Regions from separate parts of the Macaca mulatta genome. Here region 1 is linked to region 2. Evidence: chromatin contacts called from public Hi-C data. All regions are on one chromosome and are shown on one strand. Each heading gives the region's core, a stretch centred on a gene start, on an enhancer-like site or on the middle of the called end of the contact. The rest is flanking DNA. Distances are from core to core; before and after follow the strand shown.

The links. A called contact is a pair of places that touch in the nucleus more often than the background predicts.
Region 1: a contact with region 2 is called in a Hi-C map of fetal cortical plate, with 3 times the contacts expected there. The contact joins two enhancer-like sites. A contact is called at or near these places in 2 of 14 Hi-C or Micro-C datasets (fetal cortex germinal zone and fetal cortical plate).

Annotation. Positions count from the first base shown.
Region 1 is chr2:90,295,535-90,301,764 of T2T-MMU8v2.0, forward strand. No RefSeq gene overlaps it. Among named protein-coding and RNA genes, the nearest start is that of KCNMB2, 240 kb to the right of the region's middle. Within about 2 kb of position 1,682, at least 7 of the 40 cell types and tissues checked have an H3K27ac peak or open chromatin away from gene starts, as enhancers often do. A contact at or near this core is called in fetal cortical plate, where this site is marked.
Region 2 is chr2:89,330,000-89,336,224 of T2T-MMU8v2.0, forward strand. No RefSeq gene overlaps it. Among named protein-coding and RNA genes, the nearest start is that of TBL1XR1, 160 kb to the left of the region's middle. Within about 2 kb of position 4,567, at least 37 of the 40 cell types and tissues checked have an H3K27ac peak or open chromatin away from gene starts, as enhancers often do. A contact at or near this core is called in fetal cortical plate, where this site is marked.

The sequences.
Region 1 (6,230 bases), core at 432-2,931, 960 kb after region 2:
CATAGTATATGTATAATCAAAATAAGCTGAATGAGATGAAGCCCTAATTCATATTTATAATGTTACTACCCTCTGCAAGTACCAGAAGGCTGCCCAAACAACCTCTCCAATATCTGGCCCTTGGAGACTAATGAATCACAAAGAGAATTACATAATGTAATGGTATCTTGGTAGCTGTCTCACGTCTTTCATCCCAAAAAGCTGATCATAGATACTCTCCAAGCCCTCTATGGCTCCCTGCAACTTGCAGTAATACACAAAATTGAATACCCTCATAGTGAATGGCAACTCCTCAGCAAGCTCACATTTTCTCCTTTCTGTTGGAGGAAATGTGGGCTTACTGAGAAGCAGCCATTCAACATGAAGAGGGTTTCTCATGATTCCAGCCAGTATTTGGAAGCACAGGAGGCAAGCATAATGATCCAGAGCAATTCTAGATTATTAAAGGGAATGGACCCTCAAGAGCCACTCTCTTTTTTCTCCACTCATTTGAAAAGCCGAGTAAACTTGTGTTGCAGAGTACTTCCAAAAGAGAAGTCCTTCCTGCAAGAGATATTAATTTGTGATCAATAAAGCTAAAGGGCCTCTTACAGAATGCCTAATTGGGATTCAATAGGTAAATCTATGTGCCACTTTCATTTCCTGTCAGTAAATAGTGTAGTAAAGCCACCACGTGCTACACCCTATGCAAAGAAAATGTTCCATTTCTCATCCTTTTTTCTTTACTTGGTGAATGGTCTCTTTAAAGTCTCAATTTAAATGCCTCCAATGTCTGAGAAATCTTTTCTGACTCCTCAAGGCAATAATTACCTTATTTACTTTCATACAATACCCTGCTTATATCTCATCTTGTATTTCACTTATCACTGAATGTTTATCCTAATATTATAAAGTCCTTTGTGATAGAGACAACATGAGTGATATAGATTTTATATTTATGTCTTAACCTATGACCTGACTCATTATAGAAATTCAACATCTGTTTGGCCAACAAACAAAATAATCTATACAAAATGTATCCAAATACAGGAAGAATTCCCCAAATGTCAGAGATTTAGTCAGCATCACAGAAGTGGTAAACCTCAAAGATAATTAGTTTGCTTTCAAAACTTAGCATTGACCAGCAATCCTCTTACCCCAACCACCAGCTGTCATAGAAAAAAACCTAGTACATTTCATAATAAAATAGTTCTTTTGAGGCATGTTTATTATATAATGGAATCTCTACAAATATGATGGTTTAGAATTGTGTTCTCATAAAATAAATAGGACAAGAAATAAAGAACTGCAGTATTTCAACAACCCAAGTTAATGGCCCAGACTCCTTTTATTACTACACATACAGAGAATCATCACTGTGAGTGCTGTGGAAAGAGAACCTCAGGAGATCTGATGCCAAAACAGGTCAGCTGGCCAATGTTTCAGCTTCGATGTTTTGCAGTACCTTTAACTAGTTCAGAGAGGGTCTAATAATACCAGTTATTTAGCACTCAGTGTGTCCAAAAGCTCTTTACAACACTAAATAATCCATCATCTCCAAACTCCCTGCTAGAGCGGTAAGAATTATCATTCAGCCTTTACAGATGGAATATTTGAAATGTAAAATAGCATATACAAGGCCAGACAGGAACTCAGCACCATGATTAAATAAAAATTCTGAGTTCCCAACATCCAAGCCTTGGCAAAGGAATTTGTCACATTGCCTTTTTATATATAGAGCATGGAAACCCAGGGGGGATGCATAAGAAAGAACTCTGAATTTTAAAGCAATATGGAAATATTTAATTCAGGCTGAAGTTAATAGGTAATCAGCTCAATTCCTCCCCCTCTTGCCTGTGAGTAGCTAGCTGTCAGACTGGCAATTTAGGTGACTTGGAAAAACCTACACAGGCTGAATACTGACAGAGGTGGGAACAAGAAAAATTAAGGGACAACGAGGACTTTCATGCTGTCATCTATGCCTTCAGGGAACTTAAAAAAGAAGCATTAGTGCTAGCAAGGCATGCACCTGCTTTGGGTTATTCTCTACACAGAATAGAGTTTCATGACCCATGGCAGAATTTTATAACCAATTTAAGGAAGTTGTTCATCCAGAGAGGTCTTCTTTGCTCTGGGCTCCTTGATTCACATTTCTTGTAGCATGTGCTTACATCACCCTGGCTGGATTTAATGACCAATCAATGAAAAACTAGGTGTGTCCCACAAATCAGCACTAGGCAAGGATTTGCATCTTGCCTGCTTCACAGAAGTCAAAGTTAAGTTTATAAATTCATTGTATAGGAATCTGAGTCTTGACAGCCAAGACAGAGTATAACCCCAGGAAGTAATTTATCTCCCCACCGACATGCTGCTGTAGCTTTAATAACTGATAACGGAGTTGTGGGATAAGCAGGGCGTTGGTCATAAATGGAAGGTTCTAGTCTGGTGTTCCTCATTTAGGTTTTTTTTGACCTTTGGTGGCTTCTGATGTCATGAAATGAGATGCAGTCACTACCTGCTAAGGGGCAGATTGAAGAGGGGTGAGAGGACGTCTCAGTGACTATCTGCTCAGGTGATTTGCAACATCAGAAGCCAGAAACTGGACTTTCCCAGGAATCTCTCTCTCACCTGCCTGTTTGCTTGATACACCATTACAGTTGCTCCACTACAGTTGCTCGAGAAGAAATGGCTGAAATGGAGCTGTTGCCTCTAGCTGACCAGAAATGGAATGCTCGTGTGACCATCTGACCTTTTCTGACAGATAAGACATGGTAATAAAAATAAGAATATGCTTCTCATGTCTGAGTGTGATATAATTTGCATAGCATTTTCAGACATTTCTGAAGGAGATCCTCCCTATAACCCTGGGAGGGAATTGTAATTCGGATGAGGTTTTTTTTTTCCGTTTTTGTTTTTTTTTTAGATGACAGAACTTAAGCCCATTGTGCTTCTGTGATTTTCCCAGATTAACACAGGTATTAAATGGTTGAGTCATTTCCAAGCATTTTTGCACAATTAGTTATTTGTCCTGTCCTTGTCTCCCTGTCCCCAAACCAAAGCAACTTATGTTTATTCAAATGAGGTAGAGATCTAGATGACCTTCGGGGACCCTTCGAATGACAGGTATCAGTCACCATATTAATAGCAATATATCTCTCAGAACTAGCCCAAGGATTTAGCAGATTTCCAAATTACTTTGGAAGGAGCAATAATTATAGTCTTTTAGTGGGAACTAGAGAATCACACTCCAAGAAGATTACAAATGGTCATAACTTATGTGTTTATTTCAGTCTCTTGTGCCAAGAGCTAGGAGCTTACAATCCAATAGGGAAGACAGATGCTAAATGAAGAAGTGCACAATGCCTTCATTCCTACAGCACTATTTAATGGATGACAATACTCCCCTGGATACCAGCTAATATATGTCAAACTTCTTATCAATAAACAAATCACAGGTTGTTAAAAGAAAATCGTGGCAGAAAATAAAGCCAGTTTTGTAGACCATGATTTTTACTATTTGTGGAGTTGATAGGTAAAAAAAAAAAAAAAAAAAAAAAAGGAGAGTCTGTAAACTACAGAAAAAAAATACAGCTGAAAAAGAAACCCAGTGGTCTTCTTGCTAGTCGCCCCTTAAAGAAGTAGAGATTTTTCCAGACCCTTCTGTCACTCTGGGCAGGTGACTGATTTATAACTCAGGTGTGCATTTGCCTGCTTAAATCCACCACAGTTCTAAACAGCTTGCCATGCTCTATATATAGAGATGACTTCACCCTCTGTTGGAATGCAGCAGCTGTTCAGCAGTGCACACTGATATGCTACAGAGACTTAGGCCATATCTAATTGAACACTTCAATACTGCAGAGATAGGTGCCTTGGAAATATTTAGATAAAATACCTTTGGCCAGATGGAAGCTGGCCAGGATACCAGCATAAAATCTTCATCTCACAGGACTGCTAGTGAGTCTTGGCGGGGGGGCTCCATGGAGGGAGGTGGCATCAAGAGAGATGCCAGTCTGTCCTATCCACTCCTTGCGCTATAAACATGACACAAAGAATAGCAGGAAATAGGAGAAATCAGAATTTTGCTACTTCCTCCTCCTCCCCTTGGCAGACCAAACAGAGCCTACCCTCTGTGAAAACAATCTGAATGTTAATGGTGCCTCCATGTCAGGAAGCTTCCCAGTCCTAAGATTCCCCCACAAGACCGTCCCCTCCCCTAGAGGCCAGATTTCCAGCCCTGGAAATTGGTTGGCAGGTATAGAATCACTGGTACTTTTTAAACATTTATTTGCCTAGGATTCATTGCTAATCTTGCTGGGAGAAACAACCAACTATCATAGTTAACTGGGAACTGGCCAGAAAGCACTTCTGGCTTTGCTACCCATGGTCCACATGACTCCAGCAAGCCTGTGTTGTGCTGGATCTCACTTCTCCCATCTGTAAACTTTAGAGATTGGCAGATTTAACTTCAATTTGTCTTCCAGCTCTAAAAGAACCTGTGTGTATCTTTCACAACACAACTCCCTCCTCCATTCTTTTCTCTTAGAAGATAAGGAAAAGAAAAAAAAAAAAAACATTAGCAGATGATAATGAAAACATCTTGCATTTGCATGTAATCTATTGTTTAGATTAATATATCCACCTTTAAGCCAAAGTAAGTGCTATTATTTTCATTTAGAAGAATCAACAGAAGCACAGAGAAAATGAGTGGTTTGCCCAAATCAAGCAATTAGAAAGTACATTTGAACTGGGTCTCTGTCTTGTCAATGATGAAGGGATCATTAATACACTAATGCAGTTGCCTCTCTGGATGTGTCATTTATACGGACTCGGGAAAAATATCGAGGTTAGGAATAATAAGTGTCTAGCTTTGGGTCTGATCTGTGCTTGGATTTAGGGGTTTGGAAGTAAAAGGCACAGTGTGGCCCTCCAGGTTCACAGGGCAGTAGGGGCACTGGCCTAGTTAACCAATGCTGCCTGCCATACAATGTGGTAAAACATTGAATATGGCATCAAACTTACATTTGTAGCTTTAGAGGGTTGAAGCCAGGGGAGGCTTTGCAGAAATGTGTATGTGCTACCCAGGCAGAAAAGGATAGTGGAGCAGGGAGCAGACAGTGAAGAAAGTGCTGGGTGGGGGGGTTCTACAAACAAATACTGTGTGAGCGACTGGAGTTTAGAATGTGTGTAATAAATAATGGGCCTTTCACATAGCAAGATACACAACAATCGAATATTTGAACATCCAGGTGGAAAAGTTTATTGGCAGCTGGATATGAGAGTCTGATGCTCAGGGTTGAGGATGAGGTATAAATACAAAAGCCATTGAGCCTCAATTTTTGATTGTATTTTTCTCTCTCCATTTCAAATATTTTCGTTTCTCTGAAGTGACTGAAAACACAGCAGTGCAAATGACAACCATTTCTGGACAGAGTCACTAGGGTGTCTGCAGTTTGAAGAAAGCAAGCCTTGGGAAACGTTGTACCTTTGAGCCAGGAGTTTGTCTATGTGCAATTATTGCTTAGAGGACATAAGTCTAAGTTCAACAATTGTGATCTAGAGGAAGGAGGATGGGGAAGAGAGGAAGAGACAAGGAAAACTAAGTTAAGGTGGAGCAAAACCCACCTAGTGAGTGCTCAGGAAGTTTTACAGAAACGCAGAAGTGAGTGTAATCGTTTGTGCCCAGTCAGTAGCACCCAATAAGTTTCACAGAAGCTCAGAGGAAACTCAGGGGTCAGGTGTTGCTGTTCCATTGTTTTTAAATGAAGTGGTTGCTCAAGATACTTCTAGAAATTTATTTTTAAAGCTTAACACTAACAGAAAACATTTCAAAACGCGGTAAAAATTACAATTACTTTTTTAAATATAGGAGAAAACCTTTCAAAGTAGAGAAAATATTACGGTTGACCATTCCACTGCTCTAAACCAAAAACGAAGTTATAAGGCTTCTCAGTAACTTGTTTCACATTCCACACATCACCCAGTAAACTATTATCCAAAGAAACAGGAGAATATTACAGAATAAAAAACCTGAGAAATGGGAAATAACTATGTGTGAATGTTCAGGGACACTCAGAAAAGCAAAACCCAATGGATTTAAAGGAAAACATAATGGGTTTAATTATATTTAAAAGGTCTATTCTATTGCTATATACACTAGAGGAGAGTGGATGTTTATTCTCTCCACCAGATATTACCATGATTTTAGGTAAGACAAAAATAACTCAGATATGGATTTTTCTGCTATTGGA
Region 2 (6,225 bases), core at 3,317-5,816:
CTCACTGCAAGCTCTGCCTCCTGGGTTCACACCATTCTCCTGCCTCAGCCTCCCGAGTAGCTGGGACTACAGGCGCCGCCACCACGCCCGGCTAATTTTTTGTATTTTTAGTAGAGACGGGGTTTCATTGTGTTAGCCAGGATGGTCTCCATCTCTTGACCTCATGATCCGCCCGCCTCAGCCTCCCAAAGTGCTGGGATTACAGGCGTGACCAACCGCGCCCGGCCGTAAATCTCTGTTGTTTAAGCCACCCTGTCTATGGTTATGTCAGGCTGTTTTCGCATTGCTATAAAGAAACACCTGAGGCTGGGTAAATTATAAAGAAAACAAGTTTAATTGGGGCATGATTCTGAGATAGTACAGGACATGTGGTGCTGGCATCTGCTTCTGGGGAGGCCTCAGGAAGCTTATAATCATGGTGGAAGGTGAAGGGGAGCAGGCACGTCACATGGTGAGAGCAGGAGCAAGAGAGAGTGCAGGGAGGTGCCACACACTTTTAAACAACCAGGTCTCATGAGAACTTACTATTGTGAGAATAGCACGAAGAAATTCATGAGTGATCTGCCCCCATGATCCAAACACCTCCCACCAGGACCCACCTCCAACACTGGTAGATTACAATTCAACATGAGATTTGGAGGAGACAAACATCCAAACTGTATCAATGGTATTTTTTGTTATAGCAGCCTGAACTGTCTAAGGCAGATATAGAGGAGCCAGCTTAGGAAGGCCAGGGAGTCTTCCAGGCAGAGGGAACCAACTCTTAAGAGCAGAGGCCTTAAGGTCGGAAGAAGTGAAGTGGTAAAAGAAAAGGGTCTCATGTGGCAGGGGTGGCCTGAGCTGGGAGAAAGTGGAGGGAATGAATAAAAGGAGCAAATGACCTAAGGCATAGGAGGCCTAGACAAGGAGTTTGAGTAGTGCTGTCAGTCTCAGGGTTTTGGCAGAGGTTACTGCCCCTGAGCAGATGCATGTCTTTGTTGCATGATGGCAGTGTAGATGGAGAAGGGCATGCATATAGACAATTTTGGAGGGAAACCAGTTGATGGATTGGGTGTAGTGAATGACAGAAAAGAACAAATCAGGGCTGGGCACGGTGGCTCAAGCCCGTAATCCTAGCACTTTGGGAGGCTGAGGTGGGCAGATCACCTGAGTTCAAGAGTTTGAGACTAGCCTAGCCAACCTGGTGAAACCCCATCTTTACTAAAAATACAAAAATTAGCTGGGCTTGGTGGTAGACACCTGCTCAGGTTCAGCTGCTCAGGAGGCTGAGGCATGAGCATTCCTTGACCCCAGGAGGCGGCGGCTACATTGAGCCAAGCTCATGCCACTGTTCTCCAGCCCAGGGAAACTGAGCGAGATTCTGTCTTTAAAAAAAAAAAAAAAAAATCAGGAATTGTCTCTGTGGCATGAGCAGCCAGGTGGATGTGGTACCATTATCTGGAAGTGAGATATCTAGAAAGAGGTAGCATTTAAGGCATGAGGATAAGAGAAAAAGTGGGAGTGGGGAATAGAGAACTGCTTGGAAAACAAAATAACATCAGGGAAGTCTCCAGATAAAATGTTTCAAGTAGTTGGAAAGTCAACCAGATAAAATGCTGCGGAGACACAGCAAGGGGAGCAGACTGAGAAATCACTAGTCGTAGCACTTACTCTTCCATAGCCCTCAAAGCTTGTCTAACAGTGATTCTTTTCTGCCTTTCTCCTTCATTATTTGATAAATTGCTAGAGGGTTTGGACCTCCTTTTAAATTCACCTTTATCTCTCTGGGCACAACAGGGTGCCTTAGGAACAGGGTAGACTGCACAGTTCCTGACTGAAAATAACACTGGAAAGGAAACACCCCAAGGTGCTATCAGCAGCCGGATGCCAGAAGGAGATGGAAGGGCCTGGACTGCTCCCTAAAGAGCCCGACCCAGAAGCGGTGTGGAACAGGTTCCACTCAATGCCTTATAGGCTGAAAATTGCTCTGTCTTCTCAGAGCTAGAAAGGGTGTTCAGATAAGGCAGGGTGGGACCCTGACTCATGGACACACAATTAGCCGGCTTTTGTCTTTGAATCTGACTGGAAGTGACTCATGAGCTGGAAAAAACCCTTTGGAAACAAATGAGGGGGAAAAAAAGGAGGGTAAGCCACGACTGCATTTTACTCTCAGTTAAAATGCCGATCTGCTGTCCCATAAATGTAGAATACTGTACATTTCCTCAGCCTCCCTCCAACAAAGACCCAGGGGAAATTATTAAGCCTGACAATTCACTCATTTTCTCCAAGATTTTTATTAAATGCAATTTAGAGGGGATAAAGTTTCTTCTCTTTTCTCTTTCTATTCACTTGAATAAGCCTTAATTACCACTAGGGTACAATAAATGGGCTTCTAGAAGTCTGTGGCAATTGGCGATGCTTCCCCTTTAAATTAACCAGTTGAAGTCTCCAGTTTCAACAGCCACCAGAGCACTTCCTGTCCACTCACAAGTTGCTGAGTGCAATCTGAAGAGCATTTATTGAGCACCTCGTTATGGGGCACTGACGTATACTGCGGGGGATAGAAGTATACGTGGGGTTTATAATGGGAGCTGGGGAGCTCTTTACTGTGTATGTTAAACTAGTAAATGCCATGGTGGAATTTTTGGATTACAAGCAACAAAAACAAACTAATTTGAACAATAAGAATTTGTGGCAAAAAATAATGGGTTGCCACAAGGAATCAGGGGCAGGCAGGGCCTTACCAGGGACACAGGAACCGATGCTGCCCATAACATCAGACTCCTGTTGGCCTCAGCTCTCTCTCCCAGCCTGTCTGGCTGTGGCTCAGGCTCTATCTTTGTCTTTTGCTCGATCTTTATCTCTGTTTCTGTCTGTGTCCCTATCATGAGTTCTGCCTTCAGATTGACCTTGCCTCTCCTCTCCTGACCATGGGAAACATGGTCATGTACATTATAATATCTTGCAGTTTTAGCCCTGGGGAGAAACTGACTTTTTCACTTCCAGTTTCAAAATTTTCCAAGAAGGCTTTTGATTGGATTCAAATATGTCAGCTCTTCCCGCTGGGACCAATCCCCTGTGGCAAGGTGGGGGAGGGAAATTTGAGAAAGGCCGTGAATGGTCCAGCTTAAGTCAGAGGTACAGTTTTCACGCCTCCACCCCCGTCCCCACCCCCATCCCCACCCCCGCCCCCACCCCCGCCCCGTCAACAAAACGGCTCTGCCCTGTAAGCCTGTGGGTGTGGGTGAAGGTGGAAGTGGGTCGGAAGAGGCTGCGGGCTCCAGAGAGCCAGGAGGGTAGGGGGAAGGGCAGAGTTAAGGAAACAATGGGTCTAGCACTTCTACTGACCTTGTTTTCAGAAACAACCACAGGGCCTCTGGCCCGAGTGGAACTTGACTTATGAAGGCGAGAGACCTGACTATTGAAAAAGGACGTCTCTTATGAAATCTGAATTTCACTTAATCCTCAGAACAACTATTGAGGGGATTGTTACTACTCCCATTTTAAGACGCGGGCTGTAGACAGGGTAACCACCGGGTCCACACTCACACAGCGAATATGTGGTGGGGTAGGGCTCAAGTCCAGGCGGTTCCAAAGCCCCCCGTGCTGTTTGCGCCATGCGGTGCCGCCACCAAGCCCACTCTGCGGGGAGAAAAACCACAGGCCTCGGAGGAGGAGCAGCTCCTCGCAGTGGGGTGGGGCAGAGGCCAGCGCGAGGCCTTGTTCGGTGGAGGATTCCACAGGCCTGGAACGGAAAGGACTGGAGCTCTGCAGGCAGGCAGAGCCCGGGGCGCCCAGTCCCCCCAAGCTGCGACAGCCAAGCCGATGGGCACGCACGGCGGGGCCTGAAGGAAAGGTCCAGACCCGGTGGGAAAAGCCACGCCCCGGTTGGAGCGCTTCCTTTCAGATCTCGGCCTTTAACTGCAATTCCATTTTAAGGGCAACCCTGCCCGGTTCACACCTAGCCTTGAAGATGACAGATTGCACTGTGAGCAATTTGCGGGGTGAGAAGGGGAGCCTACGACTCTGCACCTGCACCACCAGAGCCATAAATGCAGCAAATCATGGCCCATAAAATGTCACCACTGCTGAGGTGCAATTTTCCAGGGGGTCTTCTGCAGAGGGAGCTCCACCACGGAGAGCGACCCTTGGCTCTGCAGCCTAAGAGGAAGGCCCCTGCAGGGTGGGGGAGGGAACAGGGAGGTCTTTCTCCCCTTCCCCTTCGTGCCACTGCTCCCCGCTTTGTGACCCCACTCTGCCACGTGGTATAAGCTTCCGGGGGGCGGCATTAGTTATTTCTGCCTGAGGAGTTTTTGACCAAACGTAAACATCGGAGGAGCGGGAACCTAAGCCCCGCCTGGGCTGGGCGGCAACGACCCTGACGCCGCGGCGGCAGAGCCGGAGCTCGAAGCAGCAGCGGCAGCTGCGAGCCGCCCCTCCCCCGCCAGGCTGGCGAGCCCATTTTCGCTTGGCCGGTCTCCGCGCTGCCGGATGGATTGCGCCCCACCCCCGCTCCTCTGCTCAGTCATTCAGACTTGGAAAGTCAATAACACGCTGACATCATCAGGGGTTTGTGTATTATTACACGGCTACTTTCCAGAGTACCTGGCATTATCTAAGAGAGGAGCACTCCGGCTGCCCAAGAAAGGGCCTGAACTGGGAGCTTGGCGGCCTCGGGGAGGGGCGGCTGCTCAGAGCCAGGCCTTTTCCTAGTGGGGAGGGCATCCACAGGGCACAAATTAGAAACAGATTATGAGCTTTGCTGCACTAAATGCAGATGCACTTTAGATATCGATACATGCTTCATTTTGGCTTCGGCTGCACTTATAAATCATCCTTAAGTGACCTCTATTTCTACCAAAGACATCCACTTGGTATTTAAGAAGCATTCTTAGTGATCCTCACAAAGGAAAAAAAAGGAGACATCTTCTGTGACAGGAAGCCAAAGGCTGGTTTTCTTTCTTTCTTTTTTGAGACTCTGTGTGTGTGTGTGTGTGTGTGTGTGTGTGTGTGTGTGTGTCTGTGTGTGTCTGTGTGTGTATGTGTGCGTGCGCGCCCGCGCGCACGATTCTCTGTTATGTAATCGCCATCACGGGTGATTAGGTCTTCTAGGTCTTTCCCTCCAGGGCTGAACTGGATGGTTTGGTTGCTGTGTTTTTCTTAAGCCTCACACAGGGCAAACAAACACACATGAAAAACATGTCCCAGATTTATGGCGCAAAACTGCTCTCCAAGCAAATTGCCTTAGAAGACTGTCTCAGTTTTGGAGGAAGGAAATAGATGAATTTGTTGCTAATTAAGACTCCTTATCTTACTACTCTGGCATTTCCTTTTTTCTAGAACGAGTTTTTAAAAATAATTTAATGTATTTTAGATGTTCCCTCCCCTCCCCCTTGCTGTAATGGTACTTGAAATAGCTTAAATAACTAATTGTATAGACAACTGTACTTTTGTTCTACACACACACAAACACCCCCCACCCACACACACCCCCCAGCTTAAAAAACGTGAAAGGCTCATACAACATGGTACCTTTTCTGTTTAGCTATGCAGGCTATTTCCTTCTTTACACACACAGGGCTGATGTCATTTAAATTCTCTTAGCATCTTAAATTGCAAAAAATGGCAGCCAGCTGAAAACTGGCTACCTGGAGAATTACAAGGCGAGAGAGCTGTTCTTTGGCCTCATCTTAATCTCTGTGTACCTCAAGCAGGGAGTCATCTCTGACTGATACAAGTCTTTAGAGCTCCCCAGAAGGAAGCAAAGCAGACATGTTTTTCAACAATGTACCAATTTCCCTATGTGTACTTGATCATTTCGGGAGAACTTGTAGTAGATTATGACTGCTTCCCTCCAGATGGTCTGAAGGAAAAACTCTCCCACCAGACTTGCACTTCTAAAATCACTTCCCCAGGCCTGGCCCTCCCACCCCACCCCCATTTCCCCTTTCGGAGGTGCAGGCAGCTGGGGAGGCCTGGAGCACCAGACCTCCAAGATGGTCCAGCATGTGTTGAGTCTGGAGGCTGAAGCTGCTGAAGTGGGGAAGGGTGGGGGCACTCGCTTCCAACTGAGAACTATTTACCTAGGGGGTTTCCTTCAGCTCAGAGAGGAGCATGCAAACCTGCCAGTCTGTCTCTTTGGTTCTCAAGATGAAGCAGCTCGTCAGTCTCTAAGCACTTCCGGTTTTTAGCCCAGCAGATCCTCTGGTCTTTGCCTCAGCCTCTCCCAGACACAACTGGCTAATA